5 separate regions of the Mus musculus genome follow, and regions 1, 2, 3 and 4 are each linked to region 5. The links are chromatin contacts, called in public HiChIP or PLAC-seq and promoter capture Hi-C maps. All regions are on one chromosome and are shown on one strand. The core of a region is the stretch at or near the end of the contact, and the rest is flanking DNA. Distances in the headings are between cores, read along the strand shown.

Region 1 (2,700 bases), core at 169-2,668, 1.1 Mb after region 5:
CGCCAAATGATCTGTTTATAATGCATTGGACTGTTTGCAAGCACAGCTGTGTACCACAGAGACAGTTTAAGTTGCACTATCCACAGTCTCCAGGGAACCTTCCGGCTGGATGAGGACTCTTTTGGTTTCTCACCCAAGTCAGCTCCAAAACCCCTCTGGCTCTGGGTAGTCCCTCATCCTGAGGCCACCTCCCTGAGAAATGGAAGAAGGCTAGAGCCATAGTATTCTGCGTGGTGGTGTCCAACTGGGCTTCGGCAGGGAGGAAGCTATATGAGGTGTCTGGTAATGCTGAGGGTGGCCAAACAGACCGTGTCGGAGAAAGCTAAGGCACTATCAAGAGACAGAAGTGTATCAATTCAGTTGAAGATTGCAGTTATGCGGGCTGAGTATATCCTGGTGTTAGATTATTTACCTAGGTTCTCATAATTGAGCCTGATCAGATTGAGACATACTTGCAACAATGGTTCTCAACCTTCCTAGTACTAGGACCCTTTCCTCATGTTGTGGTGACACTCACATCCATGAGGTCATTTTATTGCTACTTTATAGCTGTAATTGTGTTACTGTTATGAATTGTCATGTAAATGCCTGATATACAGGATCTGATATGTGTCCCCAAAAGGGTCAGAACCCACAGGTAAGAAACACTGACTTAGAAGATTAGGAAAGGCCATTCAGGGTGGGTTGGGGAGGGTGTTTTCAGAGAGGGTTAACTAAAAGGAGATGTGCCCTGAATATACAGGCCCCGCCATCCTGTCAGACGGAATGAAAGGACAAGAAAGGGAAAAGTCGGTAGATCAGGTTCACCACCACCACCACCACCACCCTGCCCTTCCCCACCATGAGGTATGACGCTTCTACCACACATTCCTACTGCCGTGTTACTCTGTCTTACCTCAGTCTCCAAGCAATGGATCCCAGTGAGACTCTGAAACCATGAGCCAAGATAAGTTCGTCCTCCCTCCCTCCCTCCCTCCCTCCCTCCCTCCCTCTCTTCCTCGAGTCCTTCATTGACAACAGGACTAACACAAGATCTAGGGCAGGAACAGGACAGTGGGTTTTGTAAGGTGGGAACAGTAACGGATCTGGTCATTCAGAGATTCACCATCTGACGATGACTTAATTCTAATACAACAGGGTTTATTAAATACTGACCGGGGAGCTGGAGAGATGACTCAGAGGTTAAGAGCATTGGCTATTTCTCCAGACGTCCTGATTTCAATTCCCAGCAACCACATGGTGGCTCATAACTATCTATATTGAAGTCTTCTGGCTTGCAGGCATACATGTAGGCAGAATGCTGTATATATTATAAATAAATTAATTAAAAAAATATACTGGCCAAGACCATTCCTGAGACTCAAGCTCAGAGAATGGCCCCCGAATTCCATTAGTCAGGAGTTTATAAAGGCAAAACTCACGAGGCTACAAACTTCCTGCCTTTGTCCAACCAGGGGCAGGCATATATCCTGACGTACTTCCTGCCTATGTACCTCCTCCGCCTACCCATGATCAAGTGCATATCCTGTGCAGTTGGGGCAACCAAGCTTGTTTACAGAAGTGAAAATGTGTGGTTTGTTATCGTACATAAACTACAGCATTTCAGGAAGTTATCTGTCCTTGAGCAAGTGGACCTTACAGGTTACAGGCTTTTGTTTTGTTTTGTTTTGTTTTGTTTTGTTTTGTTTTTTAGAGACAGGGTTTCTCTGTGTAGCCCTGACTGTTCTGGAACTCCCTCTGTAGACCAGAACGCCCTCAAACTGAGAGAGATCCCCCTGCCTCTGCCTCCTGATTAAAGGCATGCACTACCCCCTGGTGAAGCATTTCTGCTTTATATTTCTCTTAAGCACAGTAATTTAAACTTAAAACATAGTGTTGCTATCACAGGAATAAAGAAACTGAATAACAGGAACAAAAAGCTGATTGGCCAGCATCAAACTGCTATTTTGAAAGGGTTAAGGTAGCAGGAGACTCCCTTACCGTACCAGCTAAGACCCTCCTGATTTCCACATAGCAGTTTAGTTTCCGTCTTAGTGGCACGAGACACTGTCATGAGCAAGGCTCTTTCTGTCCAGTCTGCTTAGTGCAGATGCCTGCTCCTCACAAAGGGAACCTGTAAATTTTGTCTAACAATTTGAAGATGACAGAGACTAAACGTCCAGCCGCTGTGGGGCCAGGGTACAAGTCTGGTTCCAGACTGTGCTCAGCTTGAGAACCGTTAGGGGTAGACCTGGATAACCAGGCTCCAAGTGTGTGTAAGGCCAGCGCTGAGGGCTCCAGAACTGTTTTACTGTGTCCGGTCCATGAATGCATTCAGGACCAATGGAACCAGACCTGGGACAGAGAACCCCCAATGTGGGGCTGACACTAAGTGGCCCTGGACTCTTTTTGGGCCCAGCCTTTGTGGAGGGTGCAGAATGAGTAGGCGGTACCGTCATTTAAAAATGGGATCCGCACCTCACTAAGGCCACTGACTACCCATACAACTTCAGCAAGTTCCCCTCAACATCTCAGAACCTCAGTTTTCTTGGCCAAAAAGCAGGACTTGCCCAGCCAGGCTAGGTCTGATTTAATGCAAGGACAAATCAGGGATCCACAATCATCCGAGTCTCTGCATCCCCTTCACCCTTGAGGTCCAATGTTTCAAAGACATGTCAAAACGAAGCTTGCAGTGAGAAGTTGGAGAACAGAGATGCACTG
Region 2 (2,700 bases), core at 94-2,593, 1.5 Mb after region 5:
CAGGAGAGGCAACATCCTCTTTTGGCTGTAAGGACCGCAGCATACGACCTTGGTGTAGACTTAGGCACAGGGTTCCTCTGTATAGCCCTTGCTGTCCTGGAACTCACTTTGTAGACCAGGCTCGCATCAGAAATCTGCCTGCCTCTGCCTCCCAAGTGCTGGGATTAAAGGTGTGTGCCACCACCACCGAGCATAAAAACATTTTTAGAAAGTTAAAATATAAGCAATATAAGCTGGTTATTTTGTCTAACTTGAAATCCAAGTTATTCAGAGTAAGCCAATTTGTACCAACAGACTTAGGTCGGGTCTGTTTATCTTTTTTTTTTTTTTTTTTTTTTGGTTTTTCGAGACAGGGTTTCTCTGTGTAGCCCTGGCTGTCCTGGAACTCACTTTGTAGACCAGGCTGGCCTTGAACTCAGAAATCCGCCTGCCTCTGCCTCTGGAGTGCTGGGATTAAAGGCGTGCGCCACCGCCCAGTTTATCTATCTTTTTAAACAAGACACTCAAAACACAGCGTTCCTCACAAGCTTTTGGCAGTACAATAAATAAAACTTCAAGAAATGTCTTTACTTCGAATCACCTATTTGTCTCAGAGAAAATGAAGTATCTACTTTGCTCGCATCGTGTTGAGAAGCCACAACCCAATTCCACAGAATCCCAAAACCTCACATCACTTAACAAAACAAAACCAAGTCTCCTTAATTTCTGAGAAACGGCCGCCACAAAATAGGTCGCTCCCTTTCGTAGGCGAGCCCTTCACGTCCGACAACCCAGTGGCTGCGCTAGGGGATTTCGGCCATGGGTGGCTTGGGGCACGTGGCGGCCAGGGGATCCGATCTCCTCCTGCCTCAGTGGAGATGAGACTGAGCACACAGCACCCCCGGGGCAGGTCACTTCCTGAGACCACACAGTCTCGGGATCCGCGGTGGACCTCCGCTCCTTTCAAAGGCCCCTTCGCCTTCAGTTTCTCAGTCACCCGCCTCTCTCTCCAGGGGACCTCTGCCCCCCTGGGGGCGGCGACTGACGAAGCTCTCAAGGCGAGAAACGGCTCCCAAAGCCGCTCGCGAGTCCCCCTCTGCCCACAATGCACCGGGACGAGCAGGAAGGCCGCTCCGACCCCTCATTTTCCCGCGAATTCAGTTCAAAGAGGCGTCCGGGCCCGCGGTCGGCAGCGCGCACGGGCCAACCAAGCCGCGCCTCCGCGAGAAGCGCCTCCGCGTGACTGACGGGGGACTCTGCGGACCAACGGGCTGGGCGGCCCGGCGGCGCGCGCTCCCGCCGGCCAATCAGAGCGCCGGGCGGGGAAAGTGGGCGGAGCGAGGCCAGGGTAGGGTGAGCGGCCTCCGAAGCGGAGCGGGGCTCGGAGGAGACACTTTTTTTTTTTCCTCCCTCCTTCCCTCCTCTCCTCCTCCCTTCCCTTCCCCTCTCCTCCCCTCTCTCCTCCTTCCCCCCTCGGTCCGCTGGAGCCTGCTGGGGCGAGCGGTTGGTGTAGCAGGCGCGCTCACTCTCCGGGGCCGCCCGGCGGGTAGCTGGCGGGGGGAGGAGGCAGGAACCGCGATGGCGCCTCAGAAGCACGGCGGTGGGGGAGGGGGCGGCTCGGGGCCCAGCGCGGGGTCCGGGGGAGGCGGCTTCGGGGGTTCGGCGGCGGCGGTGGCGGCGGCGGCTTCGGGCGGCAAATCCGGCGGCGGGGGCTGTGGAGGCGGCGGCAGTTACTCGGCCTCCTCCTCCTCGGCGGCGGCCGCGGCGGCGGCGGCGGGGGCCGCGGTGTTGCCGGTGAAGAAGCCGAAAATGGAGCACGTCCAGGCTGACCACGAGCTTTTCCTCCAGGCCTTTGAGAGTGAGTGTGAGCGGCTTCGAGGGCAGGGGTGCCCCTCTCCGGCGTTCGGGGCACGGGGCACTCCGCCGGGTTCTCGGAGAGTCCACTTGCTTTGGGAGTGGAGGGAGGACTCGCTGGGGAACGCCGGGGTCCCGAGCAGGTCCCTGACTCCCGGAAGGGTCGCCCCGGGGCCCCCAGGTTCAGAGCAGCCTTGGAGGTGGGGACGTGACGGTTGAACTGAGCGCATATAGATCCCGAGACGAGTTGGTGTTTTCGTTTGTGTCTTCCTTACTCCACAAGTACAGGGATTATAGTTGTAGGTTTCGGGGGGACGAGACACAGCCTGTCCGGAGATGAGTGTTGTAAAGCCGAGGAAATTGTCATGGGTCTGAAATGCGTTCGTACCCACTCTGGCTGCGTGTGAGTGAACACGCAGCATTTGAAACCTTTTAAGCTTTTCAAACCTTTCCGCCCATTTTATGGGTGCGTAGACTGAGAGAGACAGAATGGGGCAAGCGTCCTCTCCGTGGACAACCTTGGAGTTGTTTCTTAATTCCAGAACATTTTTTTTTTAAATCCCGGTTTTTCGTTTTAAAAGATGCGTGGAGGGCGAAACTGACTTTTTTGGAAAGGGGATCACACAGTGCCTGGAAACAAACAATAGAATTTATAAACATTATGACTATAAATAAAATTGTTACTAAGTGGGCATTATATCCTGATGGTTTTGCACCTCTTTTGTGTAGATAGTGGAATTTAGCAATCTTCTAGCTGGGTATTTTACGGCAACTTGAATGAAGTCAGCTTTGCCGTTGAATCTCTTTATTTACACTATATCCGTGGCATATGTTATGGGCTTTGGTATCAGCTGTGCTTGGAAAGAC
Region 3 (2,739 bases), core at 108-2,607, 1.1 Mb after region 5:
GCTCTGAGAGACATTTTTGCAGCTCCCACCAGGGGGCAGGCCCCAGCTGCAACCTGCTTTCCATTTATCATTCATTCATTCATTCATTCATTCATTCATGTGTTAGTACCTCACAGAGAGGCATCCACCTACCAAGAAAAGAAAAACAAAAACAAAAACAAAAATCACTTTTCAGGACGGTACACCTCCCCTCTCTAGTGGTTGACTCCATGAACACGGTAGACTCTGATCCTTAAAGCCACAAGGCTTTCTTCCCAGGGAGATTGGACCTCTGGAAGAGTAAAGCATCAAATGGGGGGACAGCCTGGCTCACCCTTGGAGTCCTGACTCCAGGGGAGACTAAGCAGTCGCCACTCAGGACATCCATATTTAAGACTCATCCTGAAGACCAGAATGGAATTGGAGGCTCAGAGAGGGAGGCCCTGTGTGGTCCTTGTGCCAAACTGGGTACAAGTCCCCTGCACTCCCTGTTCACACCACTGAATTGCTCTGGGCTCACACTTGACCAGAGATCAAAAACATGAGGACACTAAGACATAGCATAACCCTTAGAGTTTCCCACCATGCACACCCTAGCAAAGTTTTAGAAATGCATGGGGATTTGGAAGAAGGGCTCAGAACTGAGGTGAGACAGACTGAGGAAGAAGCCTGCGCATATCTGGGGGCTCAGGCAAGGTCTGTGCTTGAGTTGGGCGCAACCACTCCTAAGTGGTCTGTTGTGCTGAACAAGGTTGATGGGTAGACGGGAGACTAGGCTTGACCTCTGCTCAGTTGAACTTCACTAGGAGAAGGCAAAATTGGTTGGGTCGTCCACACCCAGGATGGAGTCCCGAGCTCTGAGAGGCTGCCAGCAAAATAAGAGAGGACAGGAGCTACGGGTTCCCAAGCCACCGGTGTTTCTGGGCCCTGTTGACACTAAGCCTAATGGAAGACACTTCCTCCCACCACCACTTCTAGTCCCCTCCACCCGCCACCATTCTAAGGTTCCCTGCTCCTCCACACTGCGCCCATCCCTTTCCTTCAACAAGCGGAACGGCTTCTCAGGGGTCTCCGCTTCCAGGGAAGCGAAAGCAGCAATCGAATACTAGGCAAGGAACACCTGCAACACCCAGCGCTGACAAAGGACGCGGCCGGTGCACACTGGCTAGCCGCGGGGTGCACGGGCCGCGCTGAGTTCCAACCACCCCCCACCCCCCAACTCCAGCTCAGGTCTAGGAGGGGCGGAGCCTGGGGAGGCTCGGGTCCTTTTGTCTGCAGCCCCGCCCCGCCCCGCCCCCACGCGGGCCCGCGGCGCGCGGCAGACACGAGCGGCTGACACGAGCGGCCGCCGCGGGCGGAGGCTGCGCGCCGCAGACCCGGGCGGTGCGAGCGCGATGGCGAAGGCGGCAGCGCGGGGCTTGGGCTAGCTGCCGGCGGCGCGGATGGCGGGTGGCGCGGGCTGGGCGGGCGCCCCCGCGGCTCTGCTGCGCTCCGTGCGCCGCCTGCGCGAAGTGTTCGAGGTGTGCGGCCGCGACCCCGACGGCTTTCTACGCGTGGAGCGCGTCGCGGCGCTCGGCCTGCGCTTCGGGCAAGGAGAGGAGGTAAGGAGCTCGGGCGCGTCCCCGGGCCGGGGAAACCGCAGGGACCCCGCGCAGTCACATTCCGGGCCTCTCTGTGGATCACATGGCATGCCCGCGGTGGCCGGCCGGCCCACCTGCCGTTCCCCCTGGTCTGTCTCCAATCCCCCTTGATGTTTGGGGAGGGGAAGAGGTGCCCTTAAAATCCAGTCTCTGAGCACCCCCTCCCACACACAACCAAGTCACAGGGCTATGTGTGCACCGTGCCAGGCCTACGGGTGACAGGGATAAGCAGGGATGTTCTGCAGTCTCTGGTCCTTAGCTGTACCTACCCAACCTAGAAAAGAAGGGATGTCTGCTCCGGGCCACCCTGGATTCTGGTCCAGTTCCTGGTGACCTTCCACTCAAGCTAAATGGGCAGGCCTAGCTGGCAGCAGACTGTGCTGGCTGCAGAGGGCCAAGCAGGACCAAGCCGGGAGTGGTTAGCTGAGCCTCTGGTGTTGGTGTTGGGCCGCATGGGTGGCAGAGAGCAGAATTGTGGGTACTGTCAGCCAATGTGAAATGGCAGGGTCTGAACTGCCAGTGTGTAACGAATACCTATGCGTTGGGCTAGTGTCCTCCTGCCATCCTCACAGGGGCTAGTATCCGTGTCTGAGAGAAGGGCAGGACACCGTGTTAATGAAACCCTGCAGTGTTGAGCGTCTCTGGATTCAAAAGACCTGGTTGAACTTTGGGTTTCTAAGGTCATCTGAGACCCTCTGGGCCTTGGTTTCAACTGCTGTACTGGATGGCAAGTGGGAGGTGATGACAACCCCTTTCTAGGTGGCTGGGCACTCGCCAGAACCTGGAAATCCCCGAGAGCAGGAGGTGGAGGAGGGAGGCAGGTGTCAGGTGTGAGGACTCTGGTCCCCAGTCTCAGACAGCTTACTACTGCAGTTCTCCTTAAAGTCCTTTATCTCCTCTCTGGTTTGCTCGGGAGCATCTCCTGCTGCTACCTCAGCCTTTCTTCTACAGAGGATGCCAGCGTCCCACTTCTTGGCCAATACCTTCTACCTGAGCAGGCTGAGCAGCCCAGGAGGCTACAGGCTGCTGGTGTGGAGAATTCTCCTTGCTTTGGGCGGAAACCTGGGATCCAGAATCAGAAAACCTCAGGCATGGGGATGGCCCCCACTGGGGCCTCTGG
Region 4 (2,768 bases), core at 62-2,561, 1.4 Mb after region 5:
CTGTTCCCACCAGCAAAGTAAATAATGCCTAATGCTTTTTATTATTTATACATACTAACAAAGATTTCTCCTCCAAATTTAGGCTACTTAGGGGCTTGTCTTGGGGTGTGTGTGTGTGTGTGTGTGTGTGTATGTATACATTCTCTAGAATCAAACTCAAGGCGTTGGCATGCTAAGCAAGCACTCTGCAATGCTCTTAGCTTCAATGCTTAGGTTTTTGTTAACCAAATCTCTATCCTAAAATCTTGGGTCTATTTTCAGCATGTAAATTCTTAAAACCTAAATTGTCTCTAACTAAATATTACGACAAAGGAGTGAGCATACATGTGTTCTAAGAAAAACAGAATACTCAAGACAATATTTAAGAATGGTAACACATTTAGCACCGCGCCCCCCTTGTTTTTCCAGACAGGTAGCACTCACAGGGATCCGCCCACCTCTGCCTCCCAAGTCCTGGGATTGAAGGCCGGTGCCCTGACTCCGGGCAACATTTAGCACTTTCTAAGCGTCCTCGCGGTGTTTCCTAACGTTTTTCTTTGCGGATCCTACACTCACACTACTACTGCACTTTTATCTAGAGTCATAGAAAAGTAAACTGTTACAGAAAATCACTAAAAGTAACTGATTTTACCAAATTACCAAATGCCAACTATATTCCGTGCCCTGTGGCAGAGCGCTAAAGAAGCATAGGAAATGAATTGAATGGTCTTCAGTCTATAAGTTTAGTTAGGGAGACCTACCCACTCCCCCTGGGCTTCCGTGGCGCTGTACTCGACTATCTAAAGCTGTATACCCCAAACTTTTAAACTATAACCATTTTCTAATCGGAATTCTCCCGCCATTCACACTGCCCAGTATCCTTGACGGGCTAGGATCCTGGCTGGATCACCTTTACGGCCGCAAGACCCTGACCATTGGATGACGGTCAGTAGGAAGGGTAAACGGACTGATTATGGATCGCATTGCAATACGTTAAAGTTGAATTCTGACCGTGGTCAAATTCCAGCCACGGACTTTTCCCTCTGCTAGCATGGTAGCTACAAACAAACTCAGAAAAGTCAGCACGCCGGTCCCCGCCACACACTGGCCTCAAGCTCCCCTCCGGCCTCCCCGCTCCTTCCTCTTCCCTGATCCTCTCTCACTTAATCTCCGCGTGACTGAAGAGTCCGATGCGCTCCAGCTGTTCCAACTCCGGGATTCGATCTTCTATACGTTCCTGAATTATCTCCGCCATGAGGCTGGAACTTCACAAGCAGCCGGGCGGCCGATAAGCGTAGAGAACAGCCACCTTTCAGCCTCACTCTTAGTGATTGACTGAACGTGCTTCGTAAGTCCCGCCTTTTCCGCTTCCGCCATTGGGGAGCCCCTCTTTTCTAGCGAAGCCGCTGTCGCCTCCCTGTGGTTGACTATAGGATTGCAGCAAGAACCTTTTCCGGTCTGGGAATGCATCTTTTGCGGGGGCGGGGCTGGGGGCGGGGCTAAATCCTCGCGCCTCGGAGACCGGAAAAAGCTCCTCCCGGAATACCTGATAGGAGCTTTAAGTACGCTACCTGGAAGTCATTTGTTTTTATCATGCTCCTGTCGCAGGTTCTCGCTTCTCGTCACCGAGAACACTGAAAACTAAAAAATGTAACTGAAGACGATATTGTTAATTATGCAAATTCGATGAGGCTCTAAGGCTGCGGACCAGCTGCCCTGGTCTTAGTCGGCTGGCTTCACGAAACCAGTATGGTAACCGTGCATTTTCACGTCCCAATGAAAGCCTCTGAATGGTTGGTTCTTTTTAAAATGGTGAGAAAAAATGTATTATTTAAATAATTAGGGCCATCGTGCTACCTAGCCTGGCAACCTAAATTCGGTAGAAGGAGAGCACTGACTCCTGCAAATTATCCTCTGATCTCAACACGCGTTCTATGGCGCGTGTGCCCGCCCACGTGAATACACACACGGTTTTTAAATTAAAAATAAATATCTTGACCTATGTAGACAAAATACTTCAAAATTTTAGGCACTGGATAAATAGCAGAAACTGTCATTTGTTTTAGAAAACAATGAAAAGTTTGAAAGTTGGTGAAATAGATCAATATTTACACAGATCTTCCTTACAACATTGTCCAAGCAAATTAGTGTTTCTAAGAGATCCACCTTGGAAGCAACATTGCTGTATAATTACTACCACCTTAAAAAAAAAATCTGTGGTTCCCTTCTCTGTTAAGTTCTGGAAGATGATAAAAAGCCAAAGCAGGGCTTCTTGCTAGACCTGTTATTAGAACACTCACGTCGTTACCCCGGTCTTCTACGTGATTTATGAGAGGGAACTAGACTTCATAGTCACCCAGAGCCACCCAGCTCCTTGCTTTCCTTCCCTTTCTGTTTCACATCTTGTCCCACTGGCCTCAGAACTGACACAAAGGTCAATGTGAGCTTCATCACTTCCCAGCCCTTTCAGATCTAAGATCTGAGACATGGAAGGAAATCATGTATGTAAATTAAAGATGCAGTTTCCTTGTAATAGTAACGCAGGACTTGTTGTTATTAGTCAGAATGGGGATGACTGTGAACAGCAAGTCCAGTGTGGGCAGGAAGCTTGTAATAATAAAAAAAAAAATCAACAAATAAATGCGCAAGTGTAAGGCATTTATAACGTTTCTTTAAGTTCAAGGAAGTCAACAAGCCTGACAGATTGTAATCCTTCCTTTCCAGACAAATTTGACAGAGAGTAATGAGCTAACTACAGTTCTTTGTTGTTTTTTTTTTTTTTGGTTTTT
Region 5 (2,700 bases), core at 173-2,672:
ACAGAAGCAATGCTGTAAACAGAAACAACAACAACAACAACGCCCCAAAGTGGAACCAACCTCTTTAATACCGGAACACTCAGTCGTTTCCTGTTATTCCTCATGTTTTACAGGTAAAACCCACAACACTGGTCCTCAAACAAGAATTAAGTATATACATCAGCTTGCTAAACTAAAACTGACCCTGAAGAGATTTCAGTATGTCCTTGGAATGGTCGGGAGTGGGGGGCTTTCAGGAAGGTCTATATTGGTGCTATATTAAGTAGCATATCCTTTTGATGGCTTAATTGCTTTCAGTGATGGAACATGGAGGAAACGAGCTCCGGGAGTCTGACAGTAACACTACAATGCTAGACTGGTGAGCGACTGACCGCCTTACCTCAAAGCGGGAAAAAAATCAACTCCTCAACAAGTTTTAGCAAGTTCCTCACATACTTTGTGTGCAGTCCCATTTCCCCAGAATCAAGGAAGCACATAAACACGTTCTGCCAAATCAAAGAAACCCAAGTGACTAGGCTTGCCAACTGAGGAAGTCAAATCCGGAGCTAATCTATTCTTTTCCTCCTAAGAGCTACTTTGAGTCCTAGATGACGTCAGACCAGATTCCACCCAGACCAATTAGGTCCAAGAGTCCAATGGCAGGTGACGCCCTAGAAAGAAATTTCTGAGAGGATGAAGTTTCCACTGATAGTTTCAGGGCTCTTTCCTCAGGACTTCGCCTGTGGATAGAGGGGTAATCCTGGGGCTGGGGAACATACACGTGTCTCTATGGGAACCTAATGCGAAGCCAAGCAGAACAAAGCGCAAACGATCACGGTAGTTCAAAGACTTGGGGTTCTAAAGGAAGGACACGAGGTACGGCGAGGTGGGAAGGCTGATTTTGGCAAGAAAGGTCAGAAATCGTGGAAGCGGCTCTTATGTTTCACCCAAAGGCTCTCCAGTGGAAATGGAGAAACATCCCATGTCTCTCGTTGCAGTGTAGGCTGCTCTCCCGCCACACCCCTCCTCTTCTGAAAAACTGAGATCCGTGGTGCCTCCCATCCCCAGAAAAGACCTGAACTTCATCCCCGCGCGCCATCCCGTGCCTTTTGCCCAGGACTCAGCAGAGCCTGTCCTTCCCCTCTGCACCCGCACCTCTGGCTCTCACCGTCCGCGGGGACGCCTCTCCGAGTCTCAGTCAAGTAGCAAGCGGACTCGGTGCCACCTCTGGCCTGCGGCTGCCTGCAATCTCGGCTGTGAGCTCACATCCTGCGCCCGCCGACTCCGGAGTTACAGCCCAACCCTACAGATCGGGAAAGAGACTACAAGACCCGGCATGCACAGCGCGCGAGCTAGCAGTGGGTCGAAAACTTGACGTTTGACTTCCTTCTACTTCCGGGTTCGGGAACAAATCTACTTCCCGTGTCGTAGTCCCCGCCCCCTGAGCAAAGGCTTCTGGGCCTAGTGGGCAGTTATCGCGTGTTGCATCTATTTCCCAGCAAGCACCGCAGGGTGGGCGGATGCTGGTGCTTCTGGACTCGGGGGTGACGTGTGGCTCCTAGATCTTGTCTCCGTGGCAGCAGCCGGTTGCAGTTGCCGGAGAGAAGCTTCTACCGACAGTCGTCAGGGCCGCAGAGCGCTGCCGAGGCGGCTCGTCAGGTAGGTCGGGGACGTGGAGGACTTGGGACGGGAGGAGGCCGACGTGACCCAGCGCCGAGGATTGGCTGGACCGGGTGGAAAGCGGCGGTTTCCCTACCTCGGAGTTTTTAGGGATCGGGTTTACACTCAGCTCAGCCTGGCTCCCTCGATGTCACCGGTGAACCGAGGTTCGGACATTGCAGGAGTATAATTTAGTAAAGACAGCCGCGCCATTTGCCCAGTTCTTCCTGTGTCTACGCCTTCTCCAAACTCCACAGCTACAACTATTTGTTGTGCCTGCGGACCTGGGAGAGCCAGGGAGCGTAGAGCCAGGCACAGCCTTCATGCTTAGGAAACTCAATCCCACGTTCCTGGAGCATATTTGTGGTGGGAGTTAGGGGTGGGCTGGGGATCTGATAGCCCGCTATGTACCATATCTATCTTACCCATCTCTTTAAACTGTCCTTTCCAGCCATACTCTCGGTCCAATCCAGATCCATGGCAATCGTGTTTGGCTCCTTTCTTCACTTTTCTCCAAAGTGCTGCATTAAGCATTACTAAATTCTGTCAATTCAGACATCATCTGATCTCTGAACTCCCGTTCGGCTTCAAATCTTTTCTTCTGTTACAGCCTTCTGTTTCCACATGAATTCATTCATTCTGCAAACATTATCAGAGTGCCACTTACCTGCAGGCAGCCTGCTTAGAGATGCTTGGCTCACAGTGAGAAATTTGGAAAGGACGCCTCTATTCTGCTCTTCCCTGTTCCCTCTGTTTGGCCAAGGCAGTGAGTGATCTTTCCAACTCTGATCAATAAGCACTGCCGAAATCCACTGCTAGCGGTTATCATTATAAAAAATAATCCAAGTTCAGCTGGGTGTGGTGGCGCATGCCTTTAATCCCAGCACTTGGGAGGCAGAGGCAGGTGGATTTCTGAGTTCGAGGCCAGCCTGGTCTACAAAAGTGAGTTCCAGGACAGCCAGGGCTACACAGAGAAACCCTGTCTCGACAAACAAAACAAAACCCAAGTTCATTTACTCATCCAGCTATAGCCGGTTGCCAGCCTTGCTCCCTCTTGCTGTT

Evidence for each region. Promoter capture Hi-C pulls out the DNA fragments that hold promoters and counts their contacts. HiChIP or PLAC-seq counts read pairs in DNA pulled down with a chosen protein or histone mark. Capture Hi-C pulls out chosen DNA fragments and counts their contacts.
Region 1: a promoter capture Hi-C map of pre-B cells shows a contact between it and region 5, with 9 times the contacts expected there. The contact joins the promoter of Rab11fip4os1 here to the promoter of Ift20 in region 5. A contact is called at or near these places in 1 of 39 promoter capture datasets (pre-B cells) and 1 of 115 datasets of contacts at active chromatin or transcription factors (embryonic forebrain).
Region 2: a contact with region 5 is called in an H3K4me3 HiChIP or PLAC-seq map of pro-B cells, with 4 times the contacts expected there. The contact joins the promoter of Suz12 here to the promoter of Ift20 in region 5. A contact is called at or near these places in 4 of 39 promoter capture datasets (hippocampal neurons, liver and pre-B cells) and 3 of 115 datasets of contacts at active chromatin or transcription factors (astrocytes, pro-B cells and thymic regulatory T cells).
Region 3: a contact with region 5 is called in an H3K4me3 HiChIP or PLAC-seq map of embryonic forebrain, with 6 times the contacts expected there. The contact joins the promoter of Rab11fip4 here to the promoter of Ift20 in region 5. A contact is called at or near these places in 3 of 39 promoter capture datasets (the HPC-7 cell line, embryonic stem cells and hippocampal neurons) and 2 of 115 datasets of contacts at active chromatin or transcription factors (embryonic forebrain and large pre-B cells).
Region 4: a promoter capture Hi-C map of adipose tissue shows a contact between it and region 5, with 3 times the contacts expected there. The contact joins the promoter of Utp6 here to the promoter of Ift20 in region 5. A contact is called at or near these places in 2 of 39 promoter capture datasets (hippocampal neurons and pre-B cells), 1 of 484 Hi-C or Micro-C datasets (B cells), 5 of 115 datasets of contacts at active chromatin or transcription factors (embryonic stem cells, large pre-B cells, pro-B cells and 2 more) and 2 of 9 other capture datasets (adipose tissue and liver).

Annotation. Positions count from the first base shown.
Region 1 is chr11:79,621,745-79,624,444 of GRCm38.p6, forward strand. It overlaps Rab11fip4os1 (RAB11 family interacting protein 4 (class II), opposite strand 1), which reads right to left and starts at 1,419. Exons shown (of 3, transcript NR_003283.1): 1 at 1,156-1,419. All of the region lies in intron 3 of Rab11fip4 (RAB11 family interacting protein 4 (class II)), which reads left to right.
Region 2 is chr11:79,991,763-79,994,462 of GRCm38.p6, forward strand. It overlaps Suz12 (SUZ12 polycomb repressive complex 2 subunit), which reads left to right and starts at 1,344. Exons shown (of 16, transcript NM_199196.2): 1 at 1,344-1,837. The coding sequence starts at 1,558.
Region 3 is chr11:79,589,855-79,592,593 of GRCm38.p6, forward strand. Rab11fip4 (RAB11 family interacting protein 4 (class II)) reads left to right here and starts at 1,358. Exons shown (of 15, transcript NM_175543.3): 1 at 1,358-1,580. The coding sequence starts at 1,422.
Region 4 is chr11:79,961,076-79,963,843 of GRCm38.p6, forward strand. It overlaps Utp6 (UTP6 small subunit processome component), which reads right to left and starts at 1,312. Exons shown (of 19, transcript NM_144826.3): 1 at 1,143-1,312. The coding sequence starts at 1,234.
Region 5 is chr11:78,534,939-78,537,638 of GRCm38.p6, forward strand. Ift20 (intraflagellar transport 20) reads left to right here and starts at 1,423. Exons shown (of 6, transcript NM_018854.5): 1 at 1,423-1,638. It overlaps Tnfaip1 (tumor necrosis factor, alpha-induced protein 1 (endothelial)), which reads right to left and starts at 1,322. Exons shown (of 7, transcript NM_001159392.1): 1 at 1,148-1,322.